Linked DNA regions of Mus musculus: region 1 is linked to region 2. A link is a contact called in public HiChIP or PLAC-seq data. All regions are on one chromosome and are shown on one strand. The core of a region is the stretch at or near the end of the contact, and the rest is flanking DNA. Distances in the headings are between cores, read along the strand shown.

Evidence for each region. HiChIP or PLAC-seq counts read pairs in DNA pulled down with a chosen protein or histone mark.
Region 1: a contact with region 2 is called in an H3K27ac HiChIP or PLAC-seq map of embryonic stem cells, with 2.9 times the contacts expected there. The contact joins two enhancer-like sites. A contact is called at or near these places in 2 of 15 datasets of contacts at CTCF or cohesin (large pre-B cells and stem cell-derived epiblast-like cells) and 4 of 115 datasets of contacts at active chromatin or transcription factors (embryonic basal ganglia, embryonic forebrain and embryonic stem cells).

Annotation. Positions count from the first base shown.
Region 1 is chr4:125,594,738-125,601,766 of GRCm38.p6, forward strand. All of the region lies in intron 1 of Grik3 (glutamate receptor, ionotropic, kainate 3), which reads left to right. Among named protein-coding and RNA genes, the nearest start is that of Gm32807, 38 kb to the left of the region's middle. Within about 2 kb of position 3,809, at least 24 of the 459 cell types and tissues checked have an H3K27ac peak or open chromatin away from gene starts, as enhancers often do. A contact at or near this core is called in embryonic stem cells, where this site is marked.
Region 2 is chr4:125,159,856-125,167,410 of GRCm38.p6, forward strand. The region is part of intron 2 of Gm32611 (a long non-coding RNA gene); the gene reads left to right. The region is part of intron 2 of Gm40245 (a long non-coding RNA gene); the gene reads left to right. Among named protein-coding and RNA genes, the nearest start is that of Gm40245, 14 kb to the left of the region's middle. Within about 2 kb of position 3,101, at least 7 of the 459 cell types and tissues checked have an H3K27ac peak or open chromatin away from gene starts, as enhancers often do. A contact at or near this core is called in embryonic stem cells, where this site is marked.

The sequences.
Region 1 (7,029 bases), core at 2,559-5,058, 440 kb after region 2:
CCTTGCAGAGCCTGGGCTGCCTAGAGAGGAGGCGCCATTGCTAGTAAGCTAGGCACCAGACAGTCTGGTAACACTGTAAAAGGGAGTCAGGTTCTACAGGCAGAAAAGGTTGACCTGAGGAGAGATGACTAGGCAGGCTATGACTTTCACACCCAGCCAAGGTGCACAGTGCCTACCGGGCAGTCTCTCTGCTGCTCTGTCTCTGTCTGCTGCCTGCCTCTTCTCCTCTGAGGAAGCTCTTGGACCATTCCCTTCATCCTTTGTCCTCAGAGTACTACATCCACAACAGAGGAGCGTCCTGTGGTTGGTGATTGGTTGCTATTACTCTTTCCCCACCCCTGTCAGGCTATGAGCAGGGTGTCGTGACGAACATGTGCCCATTTGCCTACAGTCCGCAGGGCTTAGGGGCTGGGTATGTTTGCTGTGTTTGAGTCTCTCCTGCCTCTCTCCAGAGCCTTGCCTTGTACACTCTCCTCCCACTTCTTGGCACAAGCAGATGCCATCTTGAAGGCAGGAGCGGGCTCACTTTGCTCCGGGCTACAGTTCCCATGCTTAGAAGAGTGTGATACGGCAGGCATTTGGTGAATTTTCTGTTATCAATAAGGTGACACAGGGCCCAGGATGGGAGCTTTGTTCATACGGGCTCCATTTTCTTGCCTCTGTGCCTGGAACGAGCAGCTCATTCCTCGTGGGCTTTACTGCCTAGTTGGGGGATTGATAAGCATAAAGCCATGGGGCAAAAATACAAGGTCATTGATTACCAATCAGTGTTGTCTGGGGGAAGGAGACACTTGGTACATCTGGCTTAGGTGAGAGCCATGGGGGAGTTACATCTTTGTTGGGAGCTCAGCTTTTCCATCCCTCTCAGTGAGTGTCTAACACTTAGGGACATGGTCCAAACTGAACAAGAAGATGTGCACTAGGCATCTGGAGTAAAAGGTGCTCCGACATGTTGCCACTGTGAATAAACAGAAGTAAGGTCAGGAGGAAATGATGGATATTAGCCCGGATGAGCAAAAAGTCTGGTGTGACTAAATGGTGCATTGCATGAGGATGTTGGGGTGGGCGGATAAGGCAGAGTAGGGGTGGCAGCTAGATTCATGAAGCCATGGTCCTCTGGGAAGAGCAGGGAGGAGGGAGAGAACAAGAGGAAGCTGGCGCAGGAAGGGTAGAGTGGGAGCCATGCAGGTGGCAGGGCAGGTGACACAGGAAGGGGCGGAGAGGGGGAGGATGACACCGTTCCTTACAGCTGGGACACAGAAGGTTATCAGTGTCCTTGGATGGCAGGCCCAAGGACAGAGTACAGTTGGAAAGCAGGACCTGAATTTGATTGTACAAATGAGTCGGTGACACGGTGGACACGGTTAGGGGACCAGAATGTCCATAGTGGTTGGAGACCCTGACCCTGCTAGAGCCTGTCCCTCAGCCACAGCCCAGACTTCACAGCTTCCCATCAAAAGTCACACCTGTGTGGGATAGGAAGAGCTGGACAAGCGGCCACCAAACACGGGAAAGCCCTGCTCAGCAGGAGGCTCTCAGCCAGCCAGGCCTTTTGGGGAAAAGTCTGCATGTTTCAGTCTCACGGCTCAATTGCCTCGACTTGGAAATAGGTTTATCTGCTGTTAATTATAACCTTGTGAGGCAATAAAAGAATTCATTGGAAACGACGGGAATGAGACATGCCATGTACCATAGAAAGGATAAACTTGGAACTGCCTCTGGCAAGGAACCTGACATTCTAAGGACTGTAGAGGCTTTGGGGCTGACTTCCAGGGGACAGCTTTCCTTGGGTGGGGCTTAGGAAAAGCTCACTAGGACTCTGGGACAGTCCTTCATCACCAGTGGATCCGCAGAACCCGTGAGATTTCGTGCAGATGGCTGACTTCTCTGAGCCTTCTTTCCCACTTCTGCAACCAGGGAAAGCTGGTTTAGAGGAAATCGAAATGGCAGAGATTTGGAAGGCAGGCTCAATGTGCAGTACTGATATGTCTGTTTGTCTGGATCTAGCTTTGTCTTGGATCTCCTTGCTCAGCCTCTTCCCAGGCAGAGACGCAGGAAGGCCAACCTTTGTATTTGTTCAGCGTGCATATTTTAGGAAACCGCACTTTGAAACCTCAATTTAAAAAAATTCAAAACTACTTATTTTCTCTGTTGCTGCTGATGCAAATTTAGAGGTTGCAACTTAGCTCCCACCTTGCAGAGTCACCTGCTGCCCTCCCTGTCATAAAACTGCCTTAGGCTCTCTGTATAGCCATGATGAGGCAGAACTTAAGGGTCTTTCCGACTTTGGGATAAAGGAGTTCAGTTTTCTGATCTCACACACACACACACACACACACACACATATCCTTCCACCTGCTTAAAGGCCTGGGTTATATTCTTAACCTTGTGCAGTGCCACCTTCTGCCACCCTGAGGCAGAAGCTCTGGTTCAAAATTGCTATGCACGTATTACCTTCCTGGAGTTTTGCTGTCTATGCCTACCTATACAGATTCATATATTTCCTGAATATATTGCATATTCATTCATATTCAAGCAATACTAATGGAATGGCCCCTCCATGTTGTAGGTAGACCAGGCAGACACACTGATAGAGTGTGCAAGGTGGGGAACAGACAGACAGAACTAAGTAACAAACAGACCTTTAATACTAGCACGAAGTGGGGCTGGACAGATGTTGCTGCAGGTAAAGGTGCCACAAAGCTTGGGGACCTGAGCATGATCCCTGGAACACACACAGTGGGAGAACTGAACTGAACAGAACAAGTTGTTCTCTGACCTCCACACATGTGCTATGGTGCACACACACACACAGAATCAAGTAAGTGATGTAATAAAAATTTTAAAGAAGATTAATGTGAAATGCCTTATAGATTTGGGGAGTAAGCAAGATGTTTGGAGTGGAGGTCTCCCTACTGTTTTAGCAGCTGTAGGTCAGGCACCCGATCCATGGTATTGGCTTCCCTGTGTGTTCAGTGAGGGGAGAGCCGAATGGTTGAACGTCTCTATCACTGGTGTTAGTGGATGACAAGGTCACTGGGGGATCCCTTTGAACAGCCGCAAGCTTGTGAAGACTCAAGCAGCCTCATTTGCTAATGATCATAATTAAGTCAGAATCTCTTATTTCAGCCAAGGGCCCCGGGGAGACGGGCACAAAGCATGAGGTTGATGAATTGGCTCCCCATGCTTTCCACCCTGCTGGGCTTCCACCTAAGCAAGATGTGTGCCCACACCTGCCCAGGTGTGCGCACACATCGGCACACTAATGAGAGCCGAGCGAGTAATCATAGCTCGGAGGCTGCATTTAAATCAGCCAGCCTCCTAGCTCTGGGAATCAGCCTAAGAGAAAGAGGGACCCAGCCCCTCAGTTCACCCTGGGGACAAGTAGACCTCTTCATCTTTTCTGCGTCCTTTCATGTTACTCTCTAGTGCCCAAGGCTGGGCATCGGGAGTGTGGAGCAGACTGACACATGGAGAATCTAGCCCTAGACCTCAGAAGCTAGGGGAAGGAAAAACTTTTGCCCAAATCACTGGAACACAGCGATTCCCCAAAGCGCCTTTCCGGTGAGATGATCTGCCAGAAAAGGTTTCCGCGGTTGTCAAGTCTGTGTAGCAGGGTTGCATACCCCACCTTATAGGTTCACTGCGCAGCGAGCAGAGCAAAGGAGAGCCCTGCTCATTTTCCAACTGTGGCTGTTGAAGTTGCTGTTCCTTCAAAAGGCCAGAGGCGCTCAATCTCTACTCCACCCCAAGGGTCCACAAGTGGAGTCAGAGCCTGGGCTGGGATCAGAAGAAAGCCAAAGGACCCTGAGGTCTCTCCAGGAGGACCGAAGGCAAGATGCACCCTTGTGTGGTACGGGTTGAGTGCTCTTCATCCAATATGCTTGGGATTGGTAGTCAGATTCCAGAACTCTTCTGATTTTTCGCCTAAGCCGTCACATAGCACGATTTCTGAACGGTTTCAAACTCTAAGATTGAGCATCACAGCACAACTCAAAAAGTTTCTCATCTGTAGATATTGTCTCCTGCCACATAAAGGACCGGAAGCTCCCGCCCCTGCCCAGGCAACACTGAGCTCCATTGGCCACCCAGGCAAGCCACGCCCACATAAGAAGGTGGGGCCTGAAGGGAGCATGACTGAGAGCAGAGAATGTTGGTAGATCTTGGCTAGGGACGACCGCACTGACTTTTGTAACATCATGTGGTTCCGCCTTTGAGGGTCGCTGTCTGGGAGCAGTTTGCAGAAAGAGCCCTACCTGGGGGAGGGGCTCCTCCCAGTCAGGAATTCTGTTGGAGGAGGGGAAAAACGTGTTTGGATATCATCAAGTAGTGAAAACATGTGTTTTTTGGTTTTGTTTGCTCCCCCAGGCTCATTTCTGTCACTCCGGCTGCATTGTCAGAGAAGAACAAAATAAAACAGAGAGTAAAAGCTGATTCTATAATTAGTGCAGTTTCTTCACTGTTCATTCTCCATCTCCAGAGATCAATTAGCTTGCTTTTAAGCTAAAAGGCATCTGAATAAGTGTTTAACCTGCATAGCAATTGATATTTAAAACAGAGGAGGACAGGAGTGATAACATCTCTCGTTCTCTTCACTGATTTTTCTCTACCTAACCTCTGCCTACTCCTGCTTCTTGGTGGCCACTGGGGCAGCGCTCTTTTCCTGGTGCTGGCCCCTCTTCCCTGCAGGCGCCTGTTCGAAGCACAGATATACTGTTACTTAGGTTATAGACCGACTCCCTCCACCATCAGTGACTATCAAGGCCTCTTCAGCCACTGACCCACATGTCAGTCCATGTTCCTGACCCTTTCCAAGCAGAAGTAGGTCACCATGTCTTTTCAGGGTGTCTTACCCTCAGTTTCCTCATCCGGGCTGGGTAGGGGTGAGGAACTTCAGGAGCCCAGTCCTCTTAGCTGGATGTCTTCATTGCTGGTGGCCCTGAGGGTATTTGTACAGTGTCTGATTTGTCATGTAAATATCAAAGCCTGAACTGGAATTAGCTTCTTAAAGCAAGCAATGGTGTGTGTGTGTGTGTGTGTGTGTGTGTGTGTGTGTGTGTGTGTTAGCATTTACTTAACAATGTGCTTTGACAGCCTCTCTGCTAGTGCAGACCCTGGGAAAGATAAGAAGGTACCTGAATGACAAACGTGTAGACCTCACCCTGCAGATGACAGTCACAGAGTAAATAGAGAGTGGAGTGAGACACATGCCCTGTCTCTACAGAGTGTCGCCACATGGGGAAAGACCCTCAGAGCTCAGGAGATCCCCTTATTCGGAGAAGGGTGAGGGTTTGAGAGTTTATCTGGAGAATGGCCCCAGGAAGCAGCACCCAGAGATGCAGGGAGGCCAGGGTAGGAAAGAAAAGAATCAGGGGGCTATACTGGGACTCCCGTCGCTCTGCGTATCATCCTGCTGGAACCTCTGCGAAACTGTGCGTGCTCAGTGGAGATCTCCCTGGGGACTAGAAGCTGTGTGACTGTCTGTTCACATTCCTGCGCCTCCTGGTTGAAGCTCCTTCTGGTCAGTGGCTAGCCCTTGTAGCCTGTCCCCTCACTGGCAGAACCTTGTGCTTCTTCTAGAAGGTCAGAGATAGAGAATGTGAAAAGGTGCAGATGTGATGTCTGTCGATGGCTTCCGGGTGGGACAAAAGGAAGGCAGCGAATGCCACCCAGGCTCAGAACAGGATTGGAAGCTGGAGGAGGGAGAGTGAACTGGGAGGCTGGAAGGGTCGGCCGCTGTCTAGGCTGAGGAAAGTCAGGAGGCAAAGGGCAGTTGGGTGGGACAGTGATGAGGACTTTGAGAGAGAAGGGTGACCTGCACTGGACTGAAGGGCTGAGGCTGGAGAGGGGGGTCCAAGCCATTCAGGAAGGTCTCAGCCTTTCAACTCCTTGCAGGGCTGCAGGAGGGTGGACTCTGGGACTGCTCTGTTGTCAGGAGAGCGGGTGGATGCCCTGCTTGTCTCCAGGAGCCCCTGTGGTAGTTCTAGATCTCCGATCCTGCTGCCTTCCGGCAAGGACATTCACCAATCCCCAGGCCCCTCTGCAGCACCTGGTGCAGCCCTCTCTCCAGCAGCTAGGCTCTGGCTCCTCCGCCTGATGACAGCCCATCCCTCATCAGGGTCTCTGGACAGCTCAGGAGCCTGCAGCCATCCTCTTGACGTGGTCGATGTCGCTGTATTTGACTTGTGTGTCCCCGAGTTGTACAGACAAAGCTCCACATATCACCAGATCAATTAAAACAACTGCCACCAGGCCTCAGGACTCAATCAGGAAACCCCCCCTGGGACCTTAGGGGTGGGCACAGCCCTTCCTTGGAACTGAACTGCGGCTTTTCCCAATACTGGAGACGCAGGCAAAGGCCCTCCGTCTCTGTAACTGATTTCCTCTTGCTGATTAATGCTGCTGAAGCCGTAGGGGCATCCCGTGTGGCAAGCAGCACCCGTGTTCCCATTCCTGACAAAGCCACAGAAACACGAGGCCATAGAGAGGACTGATCAAGGTGGTGTAGGTGGGGGAGTGGTAGCAGCAATGTAAGGTGACTTAACTGTATAATGTCCTCAGTTAAGCCTTGAGGTCATCTTCTATACACCCCTTTTCCCTTTCCAGAGCCCACTCCCCACCCCTGCTCACCACTGGCCAGTTCTAGAGTAGTCATCCCTATAGCACACACCTCCATCCTCCTTCATCTCTCCCTACTGGCCCTGCCCAAATACAAGCCCTTTTCATACAGTTGGACCAAGGCCAGCCTCCCTGCACCTGGCTGCCAGGCTCCTCCCACATCTGGACTCAGGCAAGTCACAGGTTGCTTCTCCTATAATGGCCACAGCCCTGTCTCTCCTGAGCCCCTGCTGTGTTTCAAGCAATCATCACAGGAAAGTTGGAGCCCTTCGAGTGCTTTATTTGCTGCCCACGGCCATTTCCTGTCAGAGCCTTGAGCTCCTGCGGTGCTTGGAGGCTTTTATTGCTCTTATTCACCTGGTACCTGCACTGTGCCGACTGCTCAGAGTTGTGGCCAGTAATTAGCTGTGT
Region 2 (7,555 bases), core at 1,851-4,350:
TGTTTTTGTTATTTTGTTTTGTTTTGTTTTTTTGACAGGCTTTCTCTGTATAGCCTGGCTAGAACTCACTCTATAGACCAGGCTGGCCTTGAACACCGAGATCCACCTGCCTCTGCTTCCCAAGTGCTGGGATTAAAGGCATGCACCACCACTGCCCAGCTTAAGTTTTGTTTTGCAAGGCAGGATCTCACTCTATAGCCTTGGCTGTCTTGGAACTCATTATGTAGAACAGGCTGGCCTCAAATTCACAGAGGTCTGCCTGCCCCTGCTCCTGAGTAGGCCACTAGGCTGGGCCTAGACCTTTGTTTTGAAGACAGTTTTTTTTTTTTTAGGTGACTTGGAACTCACTATGAAGTCCTTGTTGGCCCCTTAACTCCTGGATTCTCTGTTCCTCTCCTAAGTGCTGGGGTTACAGGCAGGAGCTCTAGTGCCCAGCTGGTCTCTTCAAAAAAAAAAAAAACCAAAAAACAAAAAACATCTCCCTATGTTACCCAAGTTGGCCTCACAATTCCTGGGCTCAAGTAATCCTCCTGTCTCAGCTCCTGAGTAGCTGGGCATGCCACCAAAGCCCTACTAAGGCCTTCCCTAAGGGACTGTAGCACCCAGCTTGCAGGTCACGCAGCAGCTGAGCGCTGCAGGCTCCGTCCAGAAGGGGGCAGCCGCGGCGCGTGGATGTGTGTCAGCTTTGCTGAGCTCCTACCTAGGGAAGAGTCTAGGCAGGAGAGCTCAGACGCCGGTGTTCAGGTTTTCAGACTGGAGCGCCACCGTCACATCTCAGGAACAGTCCCGCTAGAGCGCAAGGACGCCCACAAGAGCAGGGGCCTTTAGTCATTCTCAGTCCTGGGACCATGTTAAAATCACTCCCGCAGTGCTAAAAATCTCCAGAGCCTGTGCCTTCCTCAGATTGCTGTCAATTAGTCTCTGGGGGCGGGGCCCAGGAACCGCAATTACAAAAAAATCTCCTCTGACATACTTAGCAGATCTGGTCGCCAGGATCTGAGATTGAATAAACACAGTCCTGGCTACCTTTTTCTTCCTGAGAGGGAAGTCCCGGATGGGGGGGACAGTCCTGGGAGTTCCTTTGGTTAGGGTTGGTTTCAAGGGTGAGAGGTGACAAAATTGACAGTGGACAAAGGTGCTTGCTCCCACCCTCGGAGGGGGAAGTTCTCAGAGGGCAGGTAGGTAGAATACATGCGTTCTTGAGCATGTGTGCACAGGCATGCTTTGAGAGTTCAGGGTGACTACGTGCCTGCACACACATTTCTCTGGCCAGTACAGGTGCTACATATGCATGCTGGTATAGGAGAGTTATTCATACTCAAGAGCTGCTAAACAACTCCTGTACAAATACGGGTGTGTGCGCACGTGCGCGCGTGCACACACACACACACACACACACACACACACAGAGAGAGAGAGAGAGAGAGAGAGAGAGCTGTGCTTTTTCCCTGGCTCACACGACCCACAGTGTGTGGCTACCTCAGGGGTGGAAACCTGCATGCCCCGTTTCCATGGGTCTTTTCAAGCCTCTGCAGGCGTGAAGCTTTGCTGTTTGAAGGTCTTTTTCCTTTCTTCTCCCGACCAGCCTGATCGATACGCCTCCCTGGTGCAGCCTCCCCACAGACCACACACACAGACTGGATCTGTGCGGACAGAGTCAAGTGTGGGCTTAGAAAAACCCACAACCCTTGGGGCCGGATTCTTTCAGCCAGGCTCCAGGTTGGCAGCTGGCCTTGCTAGTAGCAACCTCCTCATAGCGGATGCAGCTGGCACTGGGCACTGGATACCCACCCAGCAGGTCAGGCCCACCATGTTGAAAAGGATATGGGAGGTCCTAACGCTGGATGGGGACAGAGAACTCCTGGACAGACCAGTTCTGTTGGTGAAAATGGTGTGTGTGCTTACTGGTTGGTTGTTTTATTTGATTCTCTTTGAGACGAGAGTTCAGACCCGATGAAGAGTGAGCCATCTTTATTGTCACCGTGGTGGGAAGTGGAATCACATAGGAGACACACTTTTGGGTGTGTCTGGAAGGGTGTTCACTGAGCAGGGAAGGTCCTCCCTGAATGTGTGTGTGTGTGTGTGTAGTTGGGCTGGAGACATGGCCCATTGGTTAAGAAAGCACACTGTTCTTGTAGACAACCTGGGTTTCTTTTCTAGCACCCACACGGAACAGCCCATAACAGCCTGTACTCCTAGCTTCGGGGAGCCCACTACCATTTTTTTTTTTTTCTGGCCCATGAGACCATATGCACATGGTCCAGCCATCACACGGTCACATAGTTACAGAGAAGGCAATCTGGGCCGCACAAATCTCTTTGCATCATGATTTTGAATATCATGTGACCAGCCACTTCATGGCCTAGCCACCATAATGGGACATGACCCCTTACAGTATGCAAGGATAACCCCTGCGTCCTGTAAGTTGCTGCTGGTGAGGTGTGTTAGTCTAGCAAGGAGAAACATAACTAACACAGCTTTGACCTTCATTTAGAATGGAGGTAGCTTACACAGCCATGTCCACAGACAGCATGTCCACAGACAGCATGTCCACAGACAGGACCCTGTTGGGCATGGTCTGGGTTGAGGATGTTGGTTCTTTCTGTGAGAGAAGCCAATGTGCCTTTCTGTGAGGCACGTGCAGACCCCACACCCTGGACATGTGGCTTGGGATGGGACCTCAGCACCAGGCCACATGGGGGAGGGTCTGAGCTCACCTGTCCATAAGCTTTGAGGCAGGCCGCTTTATAGGGGTGAGGGTGAGGGTGCACTGAGTCTGTGTAACGCATTATCTGATGTTTGTTGTGTTGTATGGTGGTGCAGGAAATGTGGCTTGGCGTGGGGGCATGTGCTGGACTGAACATGTGGCACCTGGGTGTTGGGTGGTTTTAGATGAATTTGGGTGAGAAACGCTTCTTTTGGAGGGGGGGAGGTGCATTCATGTGTGTGCTGGGCTAATGGGAATGTCAGTGTAGGTGAGTCAGGTGCTCCATTGTTTTCTGTCACGTGGTGAATCAGGTACATCCCACTGTGCGCATGCGGGCAGCCTGCTGGGTAGGGCACTCCTAAGGCTGGCTCAAGGCTTCAGCATTACAATCAAGTTTTTGCATTCAAGGGTAGCCCTCTCCAAGGCTCCAGCCAGTCTCAGGCTGCGTGGATGGGGTGAGCTGGGCTCGGTCCTGATGCTGTTTTAACTATACTGTCCCCGGGGGATGAGAGGAGAGGCTAGCAGGGCTCTGCCTGTGAGCTTGTCCTGGAAGTAAGAAGGAAGGTTGGTTGGTGGCTCCTAAGAGAGCTTCATCGGGAGTCTCCTGGCCTGTGACAGGCCTGTCTTGTGATCTCTGTCCAGGTGTACTGCGAAGATCAGCTCAGCACTTGAGGCCAACTGCCTTCCATGTCAAGGGACATCGCTTCTTTTGACCCCAAGGCTAGGCTGCCTCTTTCCTGTGCCTCTGGCTGTTGGCCCTTGTCATCTAGCCGGGCCAGCCTTCTACTTACTTCCAGCCTCCTCTGAGGCAATGACTAGCTAGTGCATGTGTACCCACCACACTGTAGTTCCTTCAGGTGTCACAGGGGAGCTCCCGGGAGCGCTTGACTCAACTGCTTTATGACCTACCTGGGTAGATTCTCAGGGCTCACTCACACTGATGAAGGTCAACAGTGGGGGAGGGGAACATGTTCTCTGTGTGATGCTGAGGCTGCTGGCCGGAGTCTCTCTTGACAGACAGGAAAGGGTGCCTGCAAGCGACGCAGCTTTGAGGTTCACCCTTGACATTAGGTTGGGTGTCATGGCAGGAGGAATAACATTGCAAGAAAAGAGATGAGTTCTCTTTTTAAAAAAAGCTTTCCTGTCCCCAGGGTTTCACTCTGTCACTCAGGCTGGCCTTGGGGTTGTCTTTACTTAGGGGTAACAGGCATGTACCCATATGTCCAGTTTAAGGAGGATCTTTATGGTCTCCAGGTCCTAGGAGAGATGGAAACCCCATGCAGAGGGCACTGCTACTTTGCCCTCTGACAGGGCCTGTGTGGTTCCCAACCTTGCTTAGTATGCTGATAAGGGATCTTTGGGACTTAGAATGCAGGTGTCCTGTAGTGTGCATGTTGAACTGTGGGCATATGAGCACAGCTTCTTACATGTTTGGTGTGTGTGTGTGTGGTATGTGTGTGCACACACACGCACATGTGCCCATGTGTGATACTGGGATGGACTGCAGGGCCTCACACACAGGTTGCTTTGTCAGCTCTCTGAACCCCGGCACAGTGGGTGTGTGTGTAGTGGGAAGAAGTCAGTCAGTAAAGCCATAGTTGAGGTCGGAATCTGACCATCACCCTCTTGATGCCTCTGGATCCTAGCGGCCAGGCTCTACAGGTTCCACCTGTTCCATTGTGGAACTGTGGTCCCCATACATCCTGGGAGCAGGCGTCCCTTGGCATCTGTCTTAGGGAGAAGAGACCCAGGCGTGAGCAAGACAGGGACTTGCTCATTGTCTTAGGGTGACTGGAGGCAGAAAGCCTGACACTTGAGCTTTAGCTCAGGCACTGGGTGCTGGCTCGGGGAGACAGAGTCCTTGGGGACAGTGAGAGGCTGGGGGCCCCTGAGTTCTTGGAAGACAGTAAGAGCATAGTAAGTGTTAGCATCACACAAGGGAGCTGCAGCAGCAGCAGCAGCATTTTTCTAGGAGGCGTCCGAACAGAATGCCACACTAGGGTTTCTACCCCGCCTTTGATCATTCAGTTCCCAGATAAAAGACACACAACTTTTATTACTTACAATAAGCCTTAAACAGTACAAGAGCTGGGCAGGTATCTACCCTCTATGCTCTTAGAATCTACGTTTCTATAGACAACCCTGAGTTATTACTCACCGTGTTTCATCTGGGCTGCTCTTAACCCCAATTGCCCGGCCTTCAGGGCCAGGTTTTCATGAACTCACCTAAGTCATGGTGGCTTATCTCTCCTTCCTCTTCTCATGGTTCTCCCCTCCTCACAACAAACCCATGCCTGGGGTTTGCCCATTGCCCTAAACCCTGCCCATGTCTCTTCTACCCAGCTAATAGCTGTTGGCATCTTTATTTACCAATCAGAAATAACTTTGGGAGCAAGGTCACATAGTGTCACTTGGGTCTACGTGAGGAGTCTCGAGTCTCTGGAGCAACCAGGTCTTGGAGGTCCACACTTAGCATTACAATACACAGCAAAAGACTAAACTTCAACAGCATAAGTGTCAACAGCACTCAAGGGAACCGCCCATCTAGGAAGAGTCAGAATAGAATGCTAATTGTCGAAGTTGATATGGAGGCTCCCCAAGAACTAAATATTGAACTACTGTGTGACCCAGCTATACCTCCTCTGGGTATGTATGTTCCTAAAGGCCTCTAAGTTCGAGACACGTCAGTGTCAGGAAGGAAAACATATTGTGTTGATTGCAGAAAACTTCACAATAGCCAGGACCCAGAAGCACCCTCAATGCCTATCAACAAATGAGACAAAGGAAATGCCCACACACTCATGCATACACACGCATCTTCTTTGTTGTAAAGAAATCGTAATTATGTAGTATTCAGGGAAGTGGAACCAGATAATACCGTGTTAAGTGAAACGAGCCAGGTTCAGAAAGACAGACATTGTATGTTTTCTCTTGCATGGGGGATCTAGATAAATACAGATACAAATCTGTATGTGGAAATCAAAGTAGAGAGTTGACTATAAACGGGGAGGGAAGGGTCTGAGCCAGGATTGGAGAGGGGAATGAGATAAGGAAGTGGGGAAGAAAGACCAAATATGTTTTTTTCTCATTTGAAGAATCTGGATTTAACTAGACACACATATGCTGGAAAGCAGAAGGTCGACTCTGGGAAAGGAAGGTTGTAGAGAGGATCTCTGCATTGTGTAAAAGCATTCACCTGTCAATAAAAAAGTTTATGGCCTGGGCTGGAGAGATGATGGCTCAGCACACTGGCTGTTCTTCCACGGGTACTGAGTTCAATTCCCAGCATCCGCATGGTGGCTCACAACCATGTGTAATGGGATCTGGTGCCCTCTTCTGGCATGCAGGTGTACGTGCAGATAGAGCACTCATGTACATTAAATAAAAATAAATCTTAAAAAAAAGTCATCAATGACCTGAGGCAGGAGTTCTGGCAGAGAGGGAGGGGGAGGGGGAGGGGGAGGGGAGAGGGAGAGGGAGAGGGAGAGAATTCTGGGAAAGAGTCATTGGAGATTTGCCCTGAACTCTGAGGAGGAGAGAGATACATAAAACGAAGGCCTGAGGACCAGGTAATAGCTGCATGATGGGACTTAGACTAGGATAAATGAAATAATTAAGTTATACACTAGTCAGGGAACAGGCCCAAGTTTATGGCCCATGCATTTATTCAGAAATATAATTCTCGGAGTTGTTATTTCAGTGAGCTTATGCATGGGTGGAAAAGCCCAAGGTTACAGAGGGGACAGTGGGGTTGAGGCTGAGGGTCACAGCATACAGGGCTGCAAGGCACTATGATGAATACGCATACCCATGTCGTAGAGAAACCCAGTCCTAAAAAAGTTATTTATTTATTTATTTATTTATTTATTTATTATGTATGCATTGTTCTGCCTGTATGTATGCCTGCAGGCCAGAAGAAGGTGCCTTATCTCATTACAGATGGTTATGAGCCACCATGTGACTGCTGGGAATTGAACTCAGGACTAGGACTTCTGGAAGAACAGCCAGTGCTCTTAACTTAGCCTCTTAACATCGCTCCAGCCCCGAAACCCATTATTTTAAACTGAAATAGCTAACGAGGGGGTAGAAACCTCCAGCTGAGATTTACATACTTTGTACAATATAAGGTCTTTGTCACAAGGGCCACACCCCCTCACGAGGGTCACCCCCCCCCACACCCCCCTTTCCCTGTGGATTCAGCTGAAACTAAGGCATGTGCCTTGCCAGCTGAATGAGCACTGACTGGCTTGTCAAAGAACACTGGCTTTTGCCCAGTGAAGGAGCCCTGGGCCGGGCCTTTCCTCTCTCTGACACTGGTATCTGTGAGTTCCCCCTACTCAGGCTGGGAGGTGGGTGGGTGTCTTTGCAGAAGCCAGGCCCCCGGCCTGTCAGGGTTGGATTTGTTTATTCTGATACCATTTATTCCTGCTCCTGCTGACCTTTGTTCTGCTCCGAGGAAGTTCTCAAGGAGTCTCCTCTGGGATTCAGGAGCCCCTGCCTACAGATCGAGGTGTGCAGGAAGGCCCCCGCTGTTTTTCTCCTTTCTTGCCGATTTTACTTGTGTTGTGGAGCCCCCATCCTTTGCTTTGTCAGGCATGTGGGTGGATGTAAAAGTGGCTGATGTGAGTGGGGGCTTCTAGTTAGTGGGAAGATGGGAGTGGACAGGTACCGGGGGTGGGGTGGGGTGGTGGTGCATGGAAGGTTTCTGGGAAGTGCCCTGGGCAGGCCCGAGTTCCTGAGCTAGGGCCTAACATCCGTCCCTGCTAATCTGTGGCCAGGATGCCTGTGCAGATGGATATGCCCTCCAGAATAAACCTCCAGGTTCATTCTGATCCCTGGGGCTTCTTG